6 separate regions of the Mus musculus genome follow, and all the other regions are linked to region 1. A link is a contact called in public HiCAR-type, HiChIP or PLAC-seq and promoter capture Hi-C data. All regions are on one chromosome and are shown on one strand. Each heading gives the region's core, a stretch centred on a gene start, on an enhancer-like site or on the middle of the called end of the contact. The rest is flanking DNA. Distances are from core to core; before and after follow the strand shown.

Region 1 (3,494 bases), core at 322-2,821:
CAAAGCTGAATATACCCCCACAGGAGTGTCAACCTTAAAATCCACCATGTGTATTCATATAATCTAGGAAATGATCACTCAGTCTATCCCAGGAGTGTGAATTCTAAAATTTCATGCTCCCAAGGCCTAGCCCAGATGTGTCCATCTCTAAAGTCCACCCCAGGGATGTTCAATCCTAATACAGTCTATCCCAGGTGATGCCCACTCCAAGACTCCAGTGTGCACCTCCACAGCCCAGCCAAGGGGTATGCATCCATAGTTCACCCCAGAGGTGTCACCCCAAGACTGTGTAACTCTCTATAGCTCAGCCCTGAGGTATCTACCTGCAAAGTCACCTCAGTGATGTCCACCCCTAATATAGTTCACCCCAAAGGTGTCACCCCAAGACTTTGCAGCCCTGAAACTCAGTCCAAAGGTATCCACTCATAACATAGCCCATCCCAGATGGTGCCCACAAAGTATACCACAGGGTGTCACCCCTCAAGCTCAGCTCATAGGTGTCCACTTGCAAAGTCACCTCAGAGATGTCCAGTCATAATGCATACCAAGTGGTGCCCACAAAATTCACCCAAAGGTGTCACCCAAGATTGTGTACCCCTAAACCTCAGCCCAGAAGTATATTACTTGCAAAGTCACCTCAGGGGTTTCCACTCATATAGTACATCCCAAAGGTGTGACCCTAAGACTACACAGCCCTGAAACTCAGCCCAGATATACCCACTCACAACATAGTCTATCCCAGGTAGCACCCACAAAGTACACTGCGGGTTGTCACCCCAAGATTGTGCACCCCTGAAGCCCAGCCCATAGGTGTCCACTTGCAAAGTCACCTCAGAGATGTCCACTCATAATACAGACCAGGTGGAGCCCACAAAGTCCACCCCTGGGGTGTCACCTCTGGCGGCGCGCGCTTCAGGAGTCCACCCCGGGACTGCGCACCCCTAAAGCCCACCCCGGGAGGCACCCACAAAGTCCACCTCGGGGGTGTCTCGGCGGTCAGGCCCGCACCTACCTTGCGCCAGCGCCCGCAGCAAGTGCAGCTGGAGCAACAGCAGCGCCCACCACCCGCGGCCCGGCCTCAACTTTGCCGCCCGCCGGCCCGCGCCCGGCCCGGGGGTCCTGGGCGCTGCGCGCAGCCCTGGGCACTCGGGGTCGCAGTGGTGACCGGTCCGGCTCCTCCGCGGCCGCCCGGGCCCCGCTCGCTCAGGGGGCGCCGCGACTCCGCCGCCCGCCACCGAGGGCCGGGCGCGGGCCATGCCGCGGAGCCGCCACCCCCGGGCGCCGCGGGACGGGCAGGGCGGGCGGGAGCGCGCAGACCCGCTGAGGCAGCGGCGAGCGCCGAGGGGCGGCGTCCGGGCTCCGATGAGCAGCGAGCCGGGTCGAGGAGAAGTTGTCAGCGAGCGAGGAAATGCCCAGCACGTCGCCCCCGCTCCTCGCAGCCGCACAGCGCCGGCCCCGCAGCGCTCTGTGAGGGGAGCTGAGCAGAACGCCTCTGCCGCCGCCTCTGCCGCCGCCGCCCCCGCCCGGCGCTGAGGAGAAAGTGCGCCCGCCCGCGCGCCGGCTCTCGCCTCGGCCGCCGCGACCGCCGCGCCCCATTCACAGCCCGGCCGCACGCGCCGCCCGCGCCCGCCACCCGCATCTGATTGGCCGAGCCCGGCGGCTCTCGCGCCTGGGACCCGCCCCCACGGCGCTCGCTTGTTTTCAAACTCGCCGCGCCCGCCCGCTTGCAATTTCGTGCCCGGGCCCAGAGCGACTTCCCGCGCCCGCTGCGCCCCCTAGGGACCCGCGGCGGGGATTGCAGCCGGCGCGCCGTCTCGGCACGCGCTTCCCCGGCGGGCTTGTCTGCGGGGCGTGCTCAGGCGGGGCGGTGCCTGCTCCCTTGCCGGGAGACCCCAGGGGCTGAGCTGCACGTCCCGCGGGTGGGACGACACCAGGTGTGGCGGCCCCCTGGCACCGCAGTCCCTACTGAGCCCGAGGGACTAGGGATCGGAGGGCCAGTGGGCACGCCCCTCCATGCGTCCCGGGAGCCTTCCTGCTTCCAGCCAGGGACTCTGATGCTGGGGTGGTTCCGAGCCAAGTTGCTGTCATTGCAAAGGAGAAAGGCGCGCGATCGAGTTTTCAATTCCCAGCAATCAGAAGCACCGTGGGGCGCAAAGACGCAACCTATTCTGAGGAGTGGACATGGCTTTGGAAGAAGTGTCCAAGGTCATGCGTGGCCAGCAGGACCACAGTACAGGGTACTTCCCGCTGTGCGTGGGAGGATTTGGAGGAAGGACCTGCAGCGTCAAGGATCGGACATCCCAGGGCCTGGGGAGTCTGCAGGGGTGGAGAGGTCGGGATGGGCGCGGACCCTCAGCAGCATGTGGTAACCATTAGCTGAGTTTATAGGGTGAACTAAGCACGCTGGAGCCTAGAGGCTGGGACTTTTGTGAGAGGGAAACTGGAGAGAGAGGCGGGTAACAGTCCAGTCTTGCGTTTTTAGGAGTTATCGGAGAGCTTGTGATGGAGTTTGAGTGAGGTCATATATGACTAGAAGGCCAAAGAGACAGCGAGTGTGCCCTGCCAGGGGCTGGCTCCCTAGGAAGTGTGTTGTGTCAGCTTACAAGTACTTGTGATTGATGATTGTCCCTGCTAACAAAAAGCCCCAGGCAAGGGGCTGAGACTCGTGAGTTAGCGCTAATTCCTGTTTGCAGAGTCCCTGTACTGAGCTGCCTCTTGACACATCTGCCTGTGTTAACAGTTAAGGAAAAGTGGGGAAACTGACGCCCAGATAAAATTGGTGGGTTATGAGCTCTATCTGAAGACCCAGTCTCTGCCTTTTGCCCTTTCCTACACATGCTATGAAAAAGCAAAGGAATAAAAACTGCATCTAAAATATTCACTGTTCTCTGGGGCGGGGGAGGGGGGGTGCGGGGGGAGGCAGGGCTTCTAAATGGGCAATGGTTGCTAGGTAAAAGAAGTGTCCCCTCAGCGATGGCACCCCGAGAACAAGTGGATTCTGGCAGGAGTGGAGGAAGGTGGTATTTGTAAATTTCTGTTGCCAACTATGTGGATTTCTACAAGCTTACAGGCTTATGTAAATGCCAAGAGAACGATAAATGAGCAATGTCTGCTGTGCTAGGGGGTGGGGCACGACGCGGGGACACTGGACTCTGGGAGGGTCCAGGCAGCATCACCTCCCCCACCAAACTGCTGTCACTGGTGTTTACAAACGTGAAGTGACCTCTAAGGTCAAGGGTGCAAATCTTGCCCTCTCCTCCTTTAAGCACCCCTGCCTTGCTCAGAGATGGAGGGTGGAGTGGGGGCAGGGGCAGGGCGAGGTTGAGTATGTACCTGCGAAGCAGTTTTATCTGACCTGGTGGGCTAGCGCTGCTCTTCCAAGTTGTGAAATTTGGGCAAACTGCTGATTAAGTTTCTGGAAAAAAAGTTGGGACTAACTCCCATCTCACAAGTCTGTTGCAAGAAAATGACCTAATCCGCACTCAGTAAGAGCT
Region 2 (3,494 bases), core at 618-3,117, 940 kb before region 1:
GTGCAGGTGCCTTTGGCATCCAGAAGAGGGTGTGGGATCCCCTGGAGTGGAGTTATTGCCAGTTGCAAGCCTGAAATAGATGCTGGGAGCCAAATTCGGATCCTCTGTAAGTAGCAATCTTAACCACTGAGCCACCTCTCCAGCCCTGGTTTGTATTTCTTAGGTGAATTTTGCTTAAGAACACTCTAGAGTGACGGAACATTTAATACACATGGCCTGCAGAGCCCTGGAACGCCTCTGATGGTCCCTGGTTCACCTACAAATATTCAGGGCCCACTCTGGTAGGACACTCTTCTGCCCTTCCGCTGGTCAGGAGAGTCTCTGTTCTCATAGGCTATGTGCAGTTCATGGACAGGAGGGAGAGAGAAGGCAAGAACATGCCCTGCCCAACTCCAACCCACATTCCAGGAAGGGACAGCTTACGGGACACGTGTTTATGGGGAGCTCTCTCAGTGTGCCCTGCATCCATGCTTCCTTAACGCTCTGCAGTCACTAGGGATGGACGCCATCACCTTCACGTCTGTCGCCACCCAAAGACTATATTTGACTTTAAGAGCTCTGTCATAGCTCCAGGAACTCTGTGCGTATTTTATAGAAACATTTTAAAATATCGATATAGGATCTCAACACTGAGCCATTTATTCAGCCATCCACTTACACTCAGAAAGCAGGGGAGGGTGGTGTGGCGCCAAGATAATTTCCCTCCGAATTATCAGCAGAAAATGTTTGCATTTTTTATTTTGCTTAATTCTGCCTTCAAAAATTAGCATATCATACTCGGATTATAATTCAGTGCGCTATTTATCCATACCAATATTTACACAGCGATCACCAGTGGGTTAAAAAAAAAAAACAAAAAACAAAAAAAAAACCCTTGGCAGCTGAGGGAGCAGCCACTGTTTCCCAACTGCGAGTTGTTTTTCTCATTTTTATTATGCTGCTAAATATCTCAATAAATCAGTGATGGAGAAAATACCTCCACAAATTTGTGAGAAAAATAACATTACAGAACTATTAACAATAATGAGATTTGTGGGACTGATTCTCCTTGTACTGGGAAGATCCCCAGTGCCTGGCCTTCCATCTCAGTCAGAACAAGAGAGGACAGCATGGCTGTGTTTATCACAAGAGAACCCTGGGCAGTGAATGCAGGTGACCCACCAGTCACCACACATCACACATCTCACACACAAGGCCAGGTCTCTACCGGCTAACCCTAGAGGATGGATCTGTGAGGATGAATTCCCAGGTGACAGGGTTCCCTGGGTGACTGGTTCCCTGGGTGATGGGTCCCCTGGGTGACAGGCCTATTGTATAGCTGGTCCCCTGAGTGACTGACTTGTTTCCTGGGTGACTTCTCAGTCAGTCCCCCGAGTGACTGGTCTCTGGGTGACAGATCCCCTAGGTGGTGGGTCTCTTAGATGATCCCTGACAGTTAACACATGTCAGATTGACCTCTTGTCTGGTCCCCAGATGCCTAACCCTCTGATAACATCACAAGATAACCATGGGCGACTTGGCTCCTGGTGACCGATTCTTAGGATAAATCGACCCCTGAGAGACTGATCCCCAGGTGTTTGATATTTGCATCTAAAATGAGTGATCTCTGGATGCATCCTCAGGGGGACCGACGCCTGGATACTCTGCCCTGATGGACTCCCCCATGATAGATCACTGGTAACCGGTTCCTGGATTGCCAATCTTGTTTCTTAGCGTACTGTCAGGGAAAGTCCGCCTGGAGGTCTTAAGGAAGCAGCAAGGAAGCACCGGGATAGAAACTGCGGCTGTTCCTAAGGAAGCGTCGCTGTCACCACAGACCTAAGGTCTCACAAAGGAGAGTGGAACTGCGGAGTTCAGTTCTCTGCATGGCTGTCCCTTAGAGAGCACAGACTCTGTGATCTTCCTCCTCCGCTGTGCTGCTCACCCTTAGAGAGGAAGAACGGAGGTCTTAAACTCAGAGGGGCTCTTCTGGTGCAAACCCAGCCGCTGCCAAAGGCGATGCTTGTTTCTAGAGGACGGAGTGGATCAGCTCTAGCTCTCCAGGCCTGCATCTCCCTAGCCCCAGTGTAGGAGATGCATTTGTTCACAGGCTACCCAATCCTCTCTGAACCGAGACAGAGTCCAGTGCAGCATGACCAAGGGGCCTTTGCTGGATGTATCCCTCCAACGCCCAGGCATAAGCGCTGTAGGTATCAGGGCAGACGGCGTGCCAATACAAAAGTTTGATTTCACGGCCAATTAAGCAGGGTCTCCATGCTGAATGGAAACTGTCACTCACCACTAAGTCACGCAGCCAACAGCCCGACTGGCGGCCTGCAGTGCTGAGCGGGTGGATGCCTGGCAGTTGCTTATTTCTTAAGTGTTGCCTTTTCTCTCTGTATGAATGGTCAAGCTAGGAGCTGAGGCTTAAACAACAGGCTAAATACAGCTGCTAACAAAAATGCCTTTTGTCTGGTCCTTGCCCAAGGTAGCAGACAGCACTCGGGTGTGTGTCTCAAGGCAGCGAGGGCCAGTGAAGGAGACTGATACAGGAAAGGAGGACACCCAGGCATTTGGGATGGGGGTGGAGAGGAGGGTGAAAGAGTGTGTGTGTATGTGTGTTGACATAATGCAGAGCCTCAGCTGAGATCTATCATCTATCTATCTATCTATCTATCTATCTATCTATCTATCTATCATCCATCTATTTACCTATCTATCTATCATCTATCTATCTATCTATCTATCTATCTATCTATCTATCTATCTATCGTGTGTGCACATGCATGTATGTACATGTGTGCCTGTGCAGATGTCATTTCTCAGGTACTGTTCCCTTGGTTTTAGAGGCAGTGTCTCTCAGTGGCTTGCTGACTTATTTTATTTTACTTTATTTCATTTTATTGAGCACGGGTTGTAGGAATCAAACTCCAGGCCTCATGCTTGCAATGGCAAGCACTTTATCAACTGAGCCCATCTCCCTAGCTCGGTACTAGTTTATTTCTGAAACTGGGTCTGCCTATCAAGGTAGCCTAGGCTGGCCTAGACTTCACCATCCTCCTGCCTTATCCTCTGGAATGCTGGGAAGACAGGTCGGCCACCATGCCCAGCTGGGAACTATTGATTTTCTTCTTTGTTCAGTTAAAACTCACCCCACCAAGAACTGAAAACCACAATGAATGGGAAAGGGCTTGGGGTGCACCCAGGAGGGCTGAGGGTGTACAGGCCCCGCCCCTTGCTTGCAGGCTAAGGCATCATCTGTGAGAACAACACCACAATGTCTGCCCGCCTTGGGTGCGTCCTAAATATATATTTCATGGCCGCTTTGGAGAGGAAAGTATATTTATAGTGCCTTTAGTGCCATTCCAGTGTATTGTGTAAATATGTAAATTAGGCTCTGAGAGCTACACAGCAAAATGCCTTGGAATAATTTTCGTGAATAAATCATTCAAGCCTGCCCACCGCATAGCTGCTTTCCAGATGCCTTTTGCGACACAATTCCAGGGGAGACTCGC
Region 3 (3,494 bases), core at 571-3,070, 890 kb before region 1:
GTTTCAGATGCCCTTTGGTGTGGGGGTGGCCTTCCTCTCTTCAGGTACCTTCAACCGTCATTCATCTGCCTAATGTAACAAGGATGGCTCCTTTAACCATGCTGGGACATTCAGGTGAACTGGAATCCCCCATGGGCCCCTGCGGACACCCACAATCCTCTGGGAGCTCCTGCCCAAAAACCTTCTTTGGGTTCCATGTCTTTGGGAATGGCAGTCAGACAGCATTTTCTGAAATCATGGGTGATAGTTGTTCATTCCTTGTGAGCAAGCCAGGTGGTCACAGTGAGGTCACGTGTTCTTAGTATGAAACACAGATGTGACTGTTGGTAGAGTCGAGGCTGCTGCTGGCCAGTTAGCAAGGCAAACGGCATCTGGCTGTGAGCCAGGACGCTGTAGTGGTTTGGTCTGGTCTCAGGAAGGACAAGGTTGGGTTGGTTCCTGCCATGGCTGAGCCTGCTTTTGGACCAAAGCAGAACCCTATCATGTATCAGGTGTAGGAGGCCTCCTCCCCATGGCCCTTTTGCCCTCTCCAGATCACATAGTCCTCGCTTATCTACCAAACTGATCCTCTATATCTCCTCAGCTGTGCCCGAGTGCCAAGAAGAGCCAGTCCAACAAGTGCTTATGGAGCTAGACAGGATTGGGCATAGTCCTTGACCTCACATGTGTACCGGGCTCTGTCTACCTCACATCCCAGGTTTGTCCCAGGCTGATTCTCCTCTGAGTCCTCCAGGCCATCCACACTTGGCCATACATGTGGACCCTAGTGTCACCCTCTAGGCCGGTGGTTCTCAACCTATGGGTGGTGACCTCTTTGGGAGTTGAATGACTCTTTTCACAGGGGTTGCCTAAAATTACAGTTATGAAGTAGCAATGAAAATAATTTAATGGTTGGGGGGGGGGTTCACCACAACATAAGGAATTGTATCAAAGGGTTGTAGTATTAGGAAGGTTGAGAACCATTGCTCTAGACCTTATACTATCATCAATGTGGACCTTTATCCGTCCCAAGAATCCTGTGCAGTGGATAGATATCAGGTTAATTAGAAATGTGGACTGTGCAGTGGTGGTGCACACTTTTAATTCTAACATTCAAGAAGCAGAGACACGTGGATCGCTGTGAGTTCAAGGCCGGCCTAGTCTATAAAATGAATTCCAGGGTAGCCAAGACTGTTAAATAGTCCTTGAAAAACCTGCCTCGAAAAACAAACAAACAAACAAACAAAACGGCCAACAAAAAAATGGTGATCAGGGACCACTATGCTTGGGGTCCTGGGGACTTTGGAAGCACAAGCAGAGGGACTGCAAACTCAAGACCAGCTTGTGCCATAACTGAATCTCTGTCAAACAGCACAAAACAAAACAAAGATAAAAAACCCAAAACCAACAATGTCTAAGGGAATGGCTTAGTTACAGAGTAAGTACCCAGAATGCCCCAGTGAGGGGCTGGGGTGTGGCTCAGTGGTAGAGCCCCTGCCTAGAATCCCCCAGTGAGGGGCTGGGGTGTGGCTCAGTGGTAGACCCCTGCCTAGAATCCCCCAGTGAGGGGCTGGGGTGAACACCTGCAAGGCTTTGGATCCCATCCCTAACATAAGAAAAAGAAAATGTCACTCAGAGTCATCAGAAGCCCCTCCCTCTTCTAGCTGTGGTAGGGTTGGTCTTGCCAGTCAATCTCCACCTGACAGAGAGAGACAAAGGGCCACAAACACAATGCAAATCCACCCACAAAGGGAAATTGCAAGTCTCAGACAAGGAAGATGATGAGATAGGAGCCTCAAAAGCTCCATTTGAATATCAAAGGCTTAAGAAGGGGCCTGGGGAGTCTGGAGAGGTCCTTGAATAGCTTTTCAGAAATGGCCTATTCCTTGAGGTCGCTGGGAGCCTGTCAGGATCCCGTGCTCCCTGTTTGTCAGAGATAACCCAACAATGAAAGCAGCCTGCTAGGTGTCTGGGTTCCTTTCTTCTAAGAATTAGTGCACTGTTGCAAATATTCTCTCCATTGTGTCTGATGCAAGATAAAAATGAATGTGGTTTTTTTTTTTTCAGGTTTCCTTTGATGCCGACTTTCTACCCTTGTTCCACCCCCTCCCCTCTCTTGTGTGTAGACTCTATGCATATGTGTACATGTTTATGCCCCATGCTGGTCCTCAGGGGAGTGTGCGTAGGCTGGAAGTTAAAGCTGGATATCTCTTCGCTGCTCTCTACCTTAGTTTGAAAGTCTATTGCTGAACCCACAGTTTCTCCACTTTGGCTAAACTGGCTAGCTAAGCCCTGGCACCTCCACCCCCATTCACCTGCTGGGGTTACAAATGTTGTTGAGATTTTTTTTTTGGTAACATGGGTGCTGGAGATTTGAACCCAGGTCCTTATGCTTGAGCAACAAGTACGCTGCTCGCTGGACTTTCTCTCCAGTCAGCACACCCTCAGGTTTAAAGGAGTTCATTGATAGCCTTTCTCCCTCCACATATTCTTAGCAATGAGTGAAGGGGGTTTGTGTCTGCTGTTTCCCACCTGCCCTGCCAGGCGCCTTGGGCCACCCACCCAGCTTCCTGTACAAGGTCACCGCTTCTCTCCTGAGCTCTGCTGCTTCTTGGCCCCTACAGCTGCAAGCAGGATCTCATCAACTCTCAGGATGAGAGCACAGGATTCATTTTTCCAGGGATTCAGGGAAGCCTAGAGTCCTTTTCATCAGGACCAGACCCAGTGGACACAACAGTATGGATGCTGGGTTTGCAGCAAATTCTCTCTGTTAGCTGAAGTTCTCAGGGGAAAAAAAAGGCTATCTACATTAACCATTGCAACTTCTGTGACCCTAGAAAGTTGGAATGTTACAGGTCAGGGAGCTGAATTATCTTTGGCTATCTTAGTCCCTAAATAACCATGGATTCCCTACCACTGTGCGCAATCTAACACCATTGTGACTGTTATGTAAATCCTTTTGGAATGTATAAACAGACCCCAGCTTCCCTAACTCAAAGGCTAAAAATGTCACCAGATAAGTCTGAGATGTAGAGTCAACATTACCATATCTTACCTACCTGGTGTTCCCACCAATTTGTTCCACACATTGATGCAAAATTGTTCTTGTTTAAAATTTCCTTTGTTCAGCTACTATAAAAACTGTATGGAATTGTTATCATGTTGGAATACAGAATTTAAGGCAACCTGAATCCGTGTTTCCCTGGACCACAGTCACTCAGATTTGACTCCCACGTAAAGTATCTCCCATTCCTGTGGAGGTGAGAGCTCTCTGGTTTTTTGTTTGTTTGTTTTTATTTTGTTTTTGCATCAAACATCTTGAGTGCAGCTGGGAAGCTGCAATGGGTTATCTCCATCCTTGGGCTAGTCCCTGAGGTGGCCTGAAACTTTGTGTAGAACAAGTTAAACTTCCAGGCTCTGAAGGGTCTGGAAGTGGGGAGGAGGAGCAAGGACACATGGTGTGAGGTCACAGGACCAGGCAGCTGGGACCTGGCCCATTTGGAAACCATTGCACT
Region 4 (3,494 bases), core at 687-3,186, 700 kb before region 1:
CCTCCCTAAGTTACTTTGCTCAGTTAGTTTTGTTACAACAATGAGAAAAACCAACATAGCCACTCTCTGCTCCTAGGACTAGGGTGGGTGTGAAGGAACTCTGTGCACACTGGCAGGGGTGGGCCCAGAGCAGCTATGGCTTCTGTGGGACATGCTGAATCTGTCAGTTGGGAGGAAAAGGTGTCTAATGGTTTCCCCCACACACACCAGTGGTCCAAGATGCTATAGTTGGTAAGAGCCACTGGCCTAGTTTTATTTCTGTCGCTGTGATAAAACACCCTGATGAAAAGCAACTTAGGGGAGACAGGGTTTATTTTAGCCTACACCTCCAGGTTGTGGTCCACCACAGCAGAGAGGAACCGGTGGCTGGAGTCAATTTAAAGCACAAAGTGAGCTGAGCACAAGAGTTCATCTCTTTCTGCTCCCTGACTGAGGATGCAGTATGACCCGCTGCCTCATACTCCTGGACTTAAAGCAGCTAGTTGGTCATAGCTGCAGCCAAGGCCAGAGACAACAACCATATGCATACTTGGTACTTAGCTTGCTTTCTCCACGGTCCAGGGTCTGGAGTCAAGGATGGTGCTGCTGGCTTTAGGATGGGTCTTCCTATATCCATTAACTTAATTAAGACAATCCCTGACAGGCATGTCCACAGGTCAACCTGAACCAGCCAGTTCCTCACTGAGACTCCTCCCAGGTGACACTAGAGTGTGTCACATGGACAGTTAAAGCCAGCCATCACAGTTGCCATCCTTTGTTTTATCCTGACCAAATTACCAATGTTCCAAGGATGGCGAGAGCATCATGGCTCTTAGTGTAAAAAGAGTGTGATGGATACACTCACTGATGTTACACATACACTCATTAATATGACATAGACACTCACTAGCCAGCAACACGTGCTATGGTGGTCATGCTAATGACACGTGAAGCCATTCTTTCAGCACTTTTATGGTGAGCTTGCTTTGTTGACTCTCCCTTGTTTCAGACAGTAGCCTTACCTACCACCTCTCCATGTCAGGGATCAGAACCAAGGCCAAGAATATCAAAGACACTCATTAAAGCTCAGCGACCAGGTACCCATACAGTCAGACATGAACCCTAAAACCTATGCTTATATCTCCCTGCCACATACCTTGCTACCATGTGCCAACTGCTACAGAGCAGAGCTGAGACTCTTGCACAGTGACTTCCAGGAGATTCTCAAGGGACACCTAGTCTCACTGACAGGCAAGCTTGTCAGAAGCTAAAGGATGGATAGGTCAGTCACAGACAGCTGCTCACAGCCTGAGGCCACCATCCAGGGTTTGCCTCCAACAAAGCTGGCCCCAGACACTGGCTGCAGAGGCAGAGGCAGTGCTTGGGAGATGGCTGAACTGTTTAGAGAGCAAGAAGAGGCAAGGCCCATTGCAGACTATGGACAATCTCCAGCATAGAACTGCATGGTTAGTAGTAGCAAAGCTCACAGTCTATCAGCAGATGCAGGGGTGGAGCTTCTCCTGGGGGGGGCAGCACCAGCACTCCCCCCCCCCCCATGGTGGGTAAAGTTGGTTCCTATGCCTGAAAGATGCCACCAAGAAAGAGAAGGTGGTAGCAGAGCAGAAAGTTGTACACCATAGGGAGGCAGCGGTCATGTTACACACTAGCCTCTGAGTGTCAGAGCAATGGCCCAGAGTCTGGCCAGCAGGGAGATGTCACAGCAGAGGTCAGGAGGAAAGAGGGACAGCAGGACAACTGAGCAGTGAGGGGGTCAGGGGACAGACCTCAGGGCTCTACAGTGTGGATGCCAGGCACCTTCTAGTGATCAGAGCTTGGAGTCCTGTTTAGACTACAGAAATTGAGCAATTCGGCTGGAAGCTGACAGGCAGGGCAAACAGCCGCTGCCGTCTGTCTCGTCTCATCAGTGTGAAATATCCATAATTGGAAGGCTATTCCTTTCGCTTCCATTCATCTGCATGCTCATATCAATAGCTCTCTGCCCAGCTCTGCTGGTGACAGCCTGGTAGATTGGTCACGATTGCTCGGAATCCCTCCCTGATGTGGTGGCCGAGCTTGGTGACAATCCCTGAGTCCTTTGAATCAACAGAAATGCTTTCTTCAGTGTTTTCTCCAGTGTGACCCAACCACAAAATTTCATCTGTCACAACAACTTCTAAACAAAAGGGGACTGAAGCCAAACTTATTCAGACAGAAAGTGCTGGGGACAAGAGGTGGCTCAGTGGTGAGGTACTCACTGCACAAGTATGGAGACCTGAGTGTGTGCCCTCAGCACTCATGACAGTGTGTCCCTGTGACTCTACCACAGAGGGATGCTGCAGGTAGGAACAGGAGGATCCCTGAGGCTCGGCAGTCAGACTAGACAAAATGGCAATCACAGGTTCAGTGAGAGACCCTGTCTCAAAAACTAAGGGAGGTGGCTCAGCAGTTAAGAGAATTTACTGTTCTAGCAAAGGACCCAAGTTCAGCTCCAAGCACCCACATCAGGAGGCTGGTATCTGCCTTCGACTTCAGCTCTGGGGGAACCAACACTCTCTTTGGGTCTACACAGGCTGCTGTATACACACACACACACACACACACACACACACACACACACACATTTTTTAAATCCCCAAAATAAGGTTAAGAGTGACTGAGGAAGGCATTCAATGTCTGAACATACACGAACATGTGCACACACATACATTCATCTACAGACAAAAGAACTGGAGTGTGTTCCCGTACCTTTCCAAGCCAGAACATGAGGGATGGTAAGGGCTAAATGCAAAAACCGATTCTGATGTGAATTTGAGATCAAAGTTAGGATGATAGATTTAAATACTCGAGGAAGGAATGGTGATAGAGGCAAACATTCCCAGTTTATAGGGAGATAAATTTCCTCCCTTGTTTAAATTACCTTAAAAATGTTTTTTAACACAATAGAGTCCTGTCTTCCAGAGATTTACACATAACAAATTTTAATTTTGGTTCAATCTATAATGGACTGTGCTCAGACAGCCATAGATCAAGCCCAATGGAAGTCTCTGCTGAGAATGGGATATGATTTTCACATCTATATCTAGCACTGGCAGCCAGAGCTCAGACCCTCGGGTGGGATCAGCAGTGATTGGCGACTCTGCCCCATGGCTCTGATTCTCTGATCACCCTCATGACCTGCTCTGGAGGTTGCTGGTGGGCTGTATGTAGCAAAGTCACAGGGAGAGCGCAAACCCCTGTCCTGATGGCTAACAGACAAGAGACTGCTCAGGGCAACCACCTTCTATGCAATGCTGCTCGGTGCTGGCTAATTTCATAGAAATCTATCTGCATTTTTCTTTTTGCAAAATGGCAAACTGCAAAAAAAAAAAAAGTGTTATTGAAGGAGTAATTCTCTGGAGAGGCCTTTCCCCCGTCCATTTCAATGCCTTTCATTTCTGACAAGAGATGGAGTGAAGCTGCCTTTGAGGCACTCTCTGTCAGCAGTGGCTTCTGCTGAGGACTCGCAGGGCAGCAGG
Region 5 (3,494 bases), core at 306-2,805, 640 kb before region 1:
CAAAGAAATGGCCAAATTGTCTTTTGGTCTCCACATGCATCTCCACACATGTACATGCATTCTTGTATGCACATAGAGAAAGAGACAGACCCTCCAGAAATCCCCTGGCTAGGCTACTCGAGTACCCATAAAATTCAGAGCTGGGAATGTAGAACAGGGCGGTTGTTGTCTGGAAAAGCCTTGCGTCACATATGTGACACAGTGGAAAGGGAGCCAACAGCATGGCAGAGGACCTGAGAGAAGCTCCCGAGAGCCCCGAGAAGAAGCCTGCCTGGCTCCTCAGTGTGTGCTGTGTTTATGGGGTACAATAGCATGTCGATTATCCAGACTAATTGGAGAGTTAACGGCCTGAATAATCGATTTTTTCTGGATAATTGATTATGATGGAGACAAAAAGGAGAAGAAGGAAAAGAAGGAGGAGGAGGAGGAGGAGGAGGAGGAGGAGGAGGAGGAGGAGGAGGAGGAGGAGGAGAGTCTTCAGGTGTTCAGGAAGAAAGGCCAAATGGGTGACTCAGTGGCCTTCTGAAAACTGACTGAAGATGACTTACAGGGCAGTGGGGAATGCCCAGATCCACACCTCCCATCCTGTACCTATGTGACACATTTGTGTAAGAAACAGGTGTGGGGACTGGGGAGGTGACTCTGTCTTTAAAGAGCTTGCCACACTAATGTGAGCTATAAAGCTTGATCTATAGAACACATTAAAACTCATTAAAAGTGGGGCATGGTGATTTGGGCCTGTAATCACAGTCTGGTAAAGGAAGAGACATGTTGAATCCTGGGGCTAACTGGCCAGGCACTTAGCTTTCTTGAGGCGTTCCAGGACAATTAGAGACCCTGTCTGCAAAGAGCGAGGTGTACCTGAGGGACAACACCCAAGACTATCCCATAGCCTTCCCTTCAGGGGTACACGCATGCATTCACAGTCCTCACCTCAAGAATACATACCCACATGCACACTCACAAGAAATTAAAACTAAAACCTGCCAGTGTTACGGCCCAGTGAATAAAGGTGACTTCTGCCAAGCCCCACAACCCAAGTCAATCCTGGGTCTCACAGCTCCAACAAGCTGTCCCCTGACGCCCACAGGCACGTATGCACACACAAACAAGTAAATATAAAAAACATTACAAATGTTTTGAAATAAAAATAGAAACATAACGAGAAACAGGCCTGGGCCTGAGACAGCCTTCCTCGTGAGCTGTGAATGCTTCTGGAAAGCAGGGAGGTGTCTAACCTGACACACCTGTGTTGTGTCTCTCGTGTCTCGCACCTGCTCAGTGCTCTGTGACCTCGGGAGTGTGAGTGGATCTCAGCACCCTCAGGACACAGAGTCTACGGATGAGGGCCAGCGGCCTGCTTTGCAGCGTTCTGCTGTAGGCAGCCGTTTTTCCCTACGCACGCGGATTCCCCAACCCAGAAAGCCTTTACAGAGAGTGGTGGGCAGAACCCTCTGCATTTGTTTTCTCCCTTTGAATGCACAGATCCTCTCTTTACTAAAGCTCTGCTGGCCCAGGAACAGAGCGCGGAGCATGCACATTCCAGGGGAAAGAGCAGAGCCATCTGCTGATGCAGCATCACGCAGGAGGCTATTCACACACTGACTCTTTTTCTTTTTTCCCTTTTTTTTGTCCCTGCAAATAAACAGGATTCCACATCACCATCACCAAAAAGGTAACAGTCCTTTCAGACAGTCTTTTGCACATCAATATTTGCACTATTTTTGTTCATTTTAAACGAACCTAGCCTTTGGCCCCTTCTGCTTACTCCAGAGGGTGGGAGGTTGTGGAGAAATAATAATTCTTATTGCTTGTGATGTGTGTTCAAGGCTGTGTGTGCTGCCTTCCTTTGTTTAACTTTTATCTGAAAGGGGCTGTTTAAGGCGTGAAGAGGGCCCTCACTAAAGCAAGCCCTGCAGATGGGCTGACAAAATTGTAGGCCAGGCAAGGGAGAGAGGGTGGTTTAATCACAGAGCATCCAGGGAAGTAGTTAAGTTTTAAAATATTCTTACTAAGAGAATGCATCTTCGTTCATCCTTGGAAATAATTCCACTTGATGGAGGTCCCGTATGTTCATAAGGACTTGTATCTGTCAGGCCTCAGTCTGGATCCAACAGCCATGTTCCTGAGCTGCCTACTGACCTTGTCAGCCTCAGCAGAGGTCACAGTGGCATCATGAAGGAGGATGGAGGACGGATACAGGCTGACCCGGCGCTGTTCACCTGCAGCATGGCACACCTGTGAACCCATGACATGTGGGGCAGCCTGGTACCTGTGCTGGGGCCAGAGCAGGATTAGCCTGGAGTGTCTCTGCCTAAGTTAGGTTCTCAGCACAGGACAGAGTATCAGAGGAAACACTCAGGGAGGAATTCTTCTTCTTCTTCTTCTTCTTCTTCTTCTTCTTCTTCTTCTTCTTCTTCTTCTTCTTCTTCTTCTTCATCTTCTTCTTTCTCTTCCTCTTCCTCCTCCTCCTCTTCCTCTTCCTCCCCCCTCCCCTTTCTTCCTCCCCTCCCCTCCTTCCTCTTCCCCTTCCCCTTCCTCTTCTTTTTGTCAAGACTTTAGACATTTTGGCCCATGGTCTAGATCATCATGGTGTAAGCATGGGAAAAAAGAAACATCCATCTCTCAGCAGCCAGGAAGCAGGGACAGAGAGGAGGAGTGTGGAGATACTTGCCACACTGCAGAGGCAAGCCTCTGGTGACCTAAGTTCTCCCACCAGAATTAAGGTCTACCATCTCCCTCCCAATAATTTCATGGATCAATGAATCCGTTAAGGGACTAATCAACCAACTAGGTCAAAACCCTGATGATCCCATCACTGCCCTGAGCATCAGCAGCCAGACACAAATCTTCAACATGGGAGCCTTTTCAAGCCTTTGAGGGGCACTCTTATCCAGACTACACCACCACCTGAGGGTCTGCTTGAAGGCCAAGCACAAGGACCATGGCAGCTTCCGGACATGGAGGGAAGCTGGAAGCACTGGCAGTGCAGAGTCTGTGGGTGCTACCATATCTGTCTCCTTACCATTACTTGTATCTAGCAATTTCCTGTATATTGTGTGTATAGGATATGTTTGCATGTGTGCATATAATGTGTGCATATGCCCATTTTCCACAGTGCATATTAGATACACAGCAGGAGCCAGCTGGCTGTAGACACAGGTCCATGAACAGTCTGGGCTTTCGGCTGTTAGAACACTGTCACTGTCACACTGCTCTGCAGCTGGCTTTTCTGTGTGTGCTTCCTCTTCTCTGAGCGGGGCCCACTCTTACTGTGCCACCACAGACAGAATCTGGCTTGTCACTATTAAATAAAGGGAAGCCGAGACAGCAGGCAGCAGGCAGCAGGCAGCAGGCAGCAGGTGGTGACACTGGGTGAGGGAATGGGTGTGGCCATCACCTTGCAAGTTACACCAAGGAAATGCCTGAGGCAATCTGACTCTTTTTAAAGACAGATCTCATGGTATAGCACACAGGCTGGCCTCAAAGTGTAT
Region 6 (3,494 bases), core at 380-2,879, 620 kb before region 1:
ATTGAGTTTCTACAGGCATCAGGGGGCCATATAGGCAAGCCAGACAGGAAGCATGGCAACTTTTATTAACAGAAGAAGAAGAAGAAGAAGAAGAAGAAGAAGAAGAAGAAGAGGAGGAGGAGGAGGAGGAGGAGGAGGAGGAGGAGGAGGAGGAGGAGGAGGAGGAGGAGGAGGAGGAGGAGGAGGAGGGGAGGGGGGGGAGGGGGAGGGGGAGGGGGAGGGGGAGGGGAGGAAGAGGAGGAGGAGGAGGAGGAGGAGGAGGAGGAAGAAGAAGAAGAAGAAGAAGAAGAAGAAGAAGAAGAAGAAGAAGAAGAAGAAGAAGAAGAAGAAGAAACAACCCAGTCTTGCTCATTTAAATAAAATACAGTCAAGGACTCTCTACAACTGTGGGTCTCTTTTGGTTGAATCCTTTGGACAGCGTCTTTGAAGCTAAGGTGGAGAAGTCTATGAACTGACAAGGCCCTGTCTGTGAGACACAGCCCACGGAGAACAGAACTGTAAATAAAGATTTGCAGGCCTAGGGTGGGCAGATCCTACCTCAGTTGCTGGGGAGAAAAGGATTATTCAAATAAACATTCAAATGCAGTTTTAGTTGCTTAGGTTTTGAAACAGCTGTGAGAACAACTGCTGGCTTCTAGCCCGTGATGCTATTCCGTGCGATGAGATTTATCCCCAAATAAGACTTGGTAGGAGGAGGGGGAGGAGATGCTACAACTAACATGATGCCTGAAATGAACCGCATTTCTCTGCCCAAAGAATAGCCAGGTCTGGAGGTACATGACAAGGCACGCTTTTTTTTTTTTTTTTTTTTTTTGTTTTGTTTTGTTAAATAGCAGAACAAATGCACGCTACTAGAAATAGCAGTCTTAGCTCTAGGCATTTCTGAGGAATTAATGAGCAACTGACATTTACAGCCCTGGGGCAAGATTCCTCTAGCCTTTTAGAAAACCCCAGGAAAGCCCTAGGCAGCCTTGATCATGATTGCTTAATTATTATCCAGCCCTCCTGGGAAGGCATTTCTGGGGTTGCTAATATCCAGTGGTCCCTCTCCACCCTTGCCAGGCACAGGGGAGCCTGCACATCTAAGCTTCTTTGTAATGAGCTGGGGCACGGATTTGGCTACTGAAATGGAAATCCATGGTGCTATCATTTCTGGGCTGAGTTAGTGAAAAAGCCCAGCAGGGGTGTGTCATTTTCAGGGCTTCTGTGACTGCTGAAACAGGTACCAAGAAACCGCTTTTGCTAAAGAAGCATGGATTTGGGCTGGAGACATGGCTCAGTGGTTAAGAGCGCTTGCTGCTCCTACAGAGAGGCCCTGAGTTAAGTTCCCAGCACTCATGTTCAGTGGCTCACAATCACCTGTCACTCCAGCTTTCCTTCTGGCCTCTGAGGACACTGCACTTACATGCACACACCCACACACACACAGGAACAAATGTATACATTAGAAGTCAGCAGCAACAACAACAGGAAGCAGGGACTCCTTACTTGAGCCTGCCTGACAGGTAATAACCAGACCCTTAGCCCATAGGGCAGCACAGGCAAGATCACACCCAACACACCCACCCCATGCCTCCCAGGGCTTGCAACAGCCTAAATATTGTCACATCCCATGGGTTACACATTAACCAAGTCCCATGCCATTACCCAGCGAGTGAACAGTGACCCTGTCACAGAGTACCAGCACCCCTGCTCCCTTACCTGTCACTTAGTGCAAGTCACAGATTAACTAAGCCTACTTCCCCCTGGTGCAAGAGCTTCCCTTGGCTCAGAGACTTTACAAGTAGTCCCACTGCTTGTCTAGTAGGGCTAAAACTCTCTTTTAGACCCCTGCTGTTCTGCCTGAAGGCTGATTCAAATCACTGCTCCCTCTCTCTCCCTCTCCTCTCTCCTCTCCCGTCCCCTAACATAACATTTGGCTCTTTGAGTCACTTTTTATATTCCAAAAAGCAAATCTTTGCAAGACAGATCAAAATAACCTCCCTCAGCCAGCACCAGATAAGGAGAGTCGTCTTGATGATCAGGCTGTACCTGGAGCAGGAGCAATGACCTCCTGAGGGCCAGTTTGTCCCTTCATGAAAACGATGTCTCTGGGCCACCTTGAGGAACCCTAATGGAGATGATAGTCTGTAGACCCCACTTTGACCAGGACTGCTTAAGTAAGTACACTTCTCCTCACCCCTACCACCCCCAGCCCCACCCAATTGTTCTAGTTTAACCTAAAGCTCAGGCCAGAACCTTGATGATGGACTTAGGGGAGTCACTGGACATCAGTATTTGTGCTTCTGTCCTGGGCCACATTGAATGAATCCCCTTCCTCTGCTTCCCATCACCACTTGTCTCTAATCGGTGTCTAGGGATGGGTGGCTGAGGACAGCCAATCGGGGATACTGAAGCCCAGCTACTTGCCCTAAAGTCCTTGTTTATGGCATTGGTGAAGTTGAGGCTGAAAGCCAAGGGATCAAAGAACCCAGATCCTAGGTCATCACATGGACCTGAAGTGGGCTCTTGGTTCCGTCAAAGCACACAAAGCTGTGTGTACCAGCAGCATACCTGATCTGTCCATCACTCAGATCCTTCACCTTTCTTCATCACTCAGCATGCCCTGCCTCTCCATCGCCCAGCATGCTGTGTATGCACCATTGTCCATCTTCACTGAGCATGACCCACCTTCTCAGCCTGCGACCTGCAAAACTTCACATCTTCAGTGACACTTGCTAGCTTGTCTTTGGAGTGGGCTCCTTTGTGGACACAAACATTGTGGCACTCTTAGGAGCAAGCTCTGGAGTCAGAATTGAGGGGGAAAATAGCAGCAGGCCCCAAGCTCACTGAGCAACCAGAGAGGGGCCAGGGCAGAGTCCAGAGTGGCAGAGGGCTGAGGCAGAAGCTGAGCTCAGAGTGTTCCTAAGGGTATGTGAATATAAAGACCAGTTACAGACATGCGCAGTGCAGTGCACCTGTTCTGCCTTCTCTCCTAAGTGGGAGGGATGAGTTATAGGTAACTTGAAGCCATGTAGTCGGGCTTAAGCAGTTTGCAGGGCTGAGTGCTGAAGCAGCCAGCTCTTGGAAATTGCCAGTTCCTTTACAGGTCTCTTTCTAAACCAGCTATTACAGGTTGTCACAGCCCTGCTTGACTACCCATGTGCCTGATACACCCTGTATTTCAAGAAAGCTTCGGCAGCCCTGAGTGCAGTTCAAGGATGCCTGACACTCCCATCAGAGCAGCCCTGAAGGGTAACCAGGAGAAGAAAGAGCATACGGGCAGAAGAGATAACTGTGAGGTTTTGATGGTACAGATGTGAGAACCTGAGTCTGAACCCCTAGGAAGCAATTAATGCTGGACATAGCAGCACACATCTGTAATGCCATGCTCCTAGCAAGATGGAAGCAGACACAGGATCCTCAAGAAGCTCATGGGAAGGTAGCTTGCAGTGAGGCAAACAGCAAAAGATCCCATGTCAAACAAGGTGATGGATGAAGACCGACACCTGAGG

What was found. Promoter capture Hi-C pulls out the DNA fragments that hold promoters and counts their contacts. HiCAR-type assays count read pairs that join an accessible place to other places. HiChIP or PLAC-seq counts read pairs in DNA pulled down with a chosen protein or histone mark.
Region 2: an H3K4me3 HiChIP or PLAC-seq map of neural tube shows a contact between it and region 1, with 4 times the contacts expected there. The contact joins the enhancer-like site here to the promoter of Sdk1 in region 1. A contact is called at or near these places in 9 of 39 promoter capture datasets (the 3T3-L1 cell line, the C10 cell line, HPC-7-derived erythroid cells and 5 more), 6 of 115 datasets of contacts at active chromatin or transcription factors (craniofacial prominence, embryonic forebrain, embryonic midbrain and 3 more) and 2 of 9 other capture datasets (adipose tissue and embryonic stem cells).
Region 3: a HiCAR-type map of embryonic stem cells shows a contact between it and region 1, with 7 times the contacts expected there. The contact joins the enhancer-like site here to the promoter of Sdk1 in region 1. A contact is called at or near these places in 5 of 39 promoter capture datasets (the C10 cell line, embryonic stem cells, hippocampal neurons and 1 more), 6 of 115 datasets of contacts at active chromatin or transcription factors (VIP interneurons, embryonic hindbrain, embryonic stem cells and 1 more) and 1 of 9 other capture datasets (embryonic stem cells).
Region 4: a contact with region 1 is called in an H3K27ac HiChIP or PLAC-seq map of VIP interneurons, with 8 times the contacts expected there. The contact joins the enhancer-like site here to the promoter of Sdk1 in region 1. A contact is called at or near these places in 6 of 39 promoter capture datasets (the 3T3-L1 cell line, cranial neural crest, embryonic stem cells and 2 more), 10 of 115 datasets of contacts at active chromatin or transcription factors (VIP interneurons, craniofacial prominence, embryonic basal ganglia and 7 more) and 1 of 9 other capture datasets (embryonic stem cells).
Region 5: a contact with region 1 is called in a promoter capture Hi-C map of hippocampal neurons, with 8 times the contacts expected there. The contact joins the enhancer-like site here to the promoter of Sdk1 in region 1. A contact is called at or near these places in 8 of 39 promoter capture datasets (the 3T3-L1 cell line, cranial neural crest, embryonic stem cells and 5 more), 1 of 484 Hi-C or Micro-C datasets (lens fibers), 9 of 115 datasets of contacts at active chromatin or transcription factors (VIP interneurons, craniofacial prominence, embryonic basal ganglia and 6 more) and 1 of 9 other capture datasets (embryonic stem cells).
Region 6: a HiCAR-type map of kidney shows a contact between it and region 1, with 5 times the contacts expected there. The contact joins the enhancer-like site here to the promoter of Sdk1 in region 1. A contact is called at or near these places in 12 of 39 promoter capture datasets (the 3T3-L1 cell line, 3T3-L1-derived adipocytes, the HPC-7 cell line and 8 more), 13 of 484 Hi-C or Micro-C datasets (cardiomyocytes, cerebellum, cerebral cortex and 8 more), 11 of 115 datasets of contacts at active chromatin or transcription factors (craniofacial prominence, differentiating embryonic stem cells, embryonic basal ganglia and 8 more) and 1 of 9 other capture datasets (adipose tissue).

What each region holds. Positions count from the first base shown.
Region 1 is chr5:141,239,611-141,243,104 of GRCm38.p6, reverse strand. Sdk1 (sidekick cell adhesion molecule 1) reads right to left here and starts at 1,571. Exons shown (of 45, transcript NM_177879.5): 1 at 1,013-1,571. The coding sequence starts at 1,256.
Region 2 is chr5:142,178,219-142,181,712 of GRCm38.p6, reverse strand. The region is part of intron 40 of Sdk1 (sidekick cell adhesion molecule 1); the gene reads right to left. Among named protein-coding and RNA genes, the nearest start is that of Gm52792, 45 kb to the right of the region's middle. Within about 2 kb of position 1,867, at least 26 of the 459 cell types and tissues checked have an H3K27ac peak or open chromatin away from gene starts, as enhancers often do. A contact at or near this core is called in neural tube, where this site is marked.
Region 3 is chr5:142,128,482-142,131,975 of GRCm38.p6, reverse strand. All of the region lies in intron 31 of Sdk1 (sidekick cell adhesion molecule 1), which reads right to left. It overlaps Gm52792 (a long non-coding RNA gene), which reads left to right. Exons shown (of 3, transcript XR_003955822.1): 2 at 584-697; 3 at 2,047-3,182. Among named protein-coding and RNA genes, the nearest start is that of Gm52792, 4.5 kb to the left of the region's middle. Within about 2 kb of position 1,820, at least 20 of the 459 cell types and tissues checked have an H3K27ac peak or open chromatin away from gene starts, as enhancers often do. A contact at or near this core is called in embryonic stem cells, where this site is marked.
Region 4 is chr5:141,939,238-141,942,731 of GRCm38.p6, reverse strand. All of the region lies in intron 7 of Sdk1 (sidekick cell adhesion molecule 1), which reads right to left. Among named protein-coding and RNA genes, the nearest start is that of Gm52792, 190 kb to the left of the region's middle. Within about 2 kb of position 1,936, at least 5 of the 459 cell types and tissues checked have an H3K27ac peak or open chromatin away from gene starts, as enhancers often do. A contact at or near this core is called in VIP interneurons, where this site is marked.
Region 5 is chr5:141,884,217-141,887,710 of GRCm38.p6, reverse strand. The region is part of intron 5 of Sdk1 (sidekick cell adhesion molecule 1); the gene reads right to left. Among named protein-coding and RNA genes, the nearest start is that of Gm52792, 250 kb to the left of the region's middle. Within about 2 kb of position 1,555, at least 9 of the 459 cell types and tissues checked have an H3K27ac peak or open chromatin away from gene starts, as enhancers often do. A contact at or near this core is called in VIP interneurons and hippocampal neurons, where this site is marked.
Region 6 is chr5:141,856,101-141,859,594 of GRCm38.p6, reverse strand. All of the region lies in intron 5 of Sdk1 (sidekick cell adhesion molecule 1), which reads right to left. Among named protein-coding and RNA genes, the nearest start is that of Gm52792, 280 kb to the left of the region's middle. Within about 2 kb of position 1,629, at least 20 of the 459 cell types and tissues checked have an H3K27ac peak or open chromatin away from gene starts, as enhancers often do. A contact at or near this core is called in kidney, where this site is marked.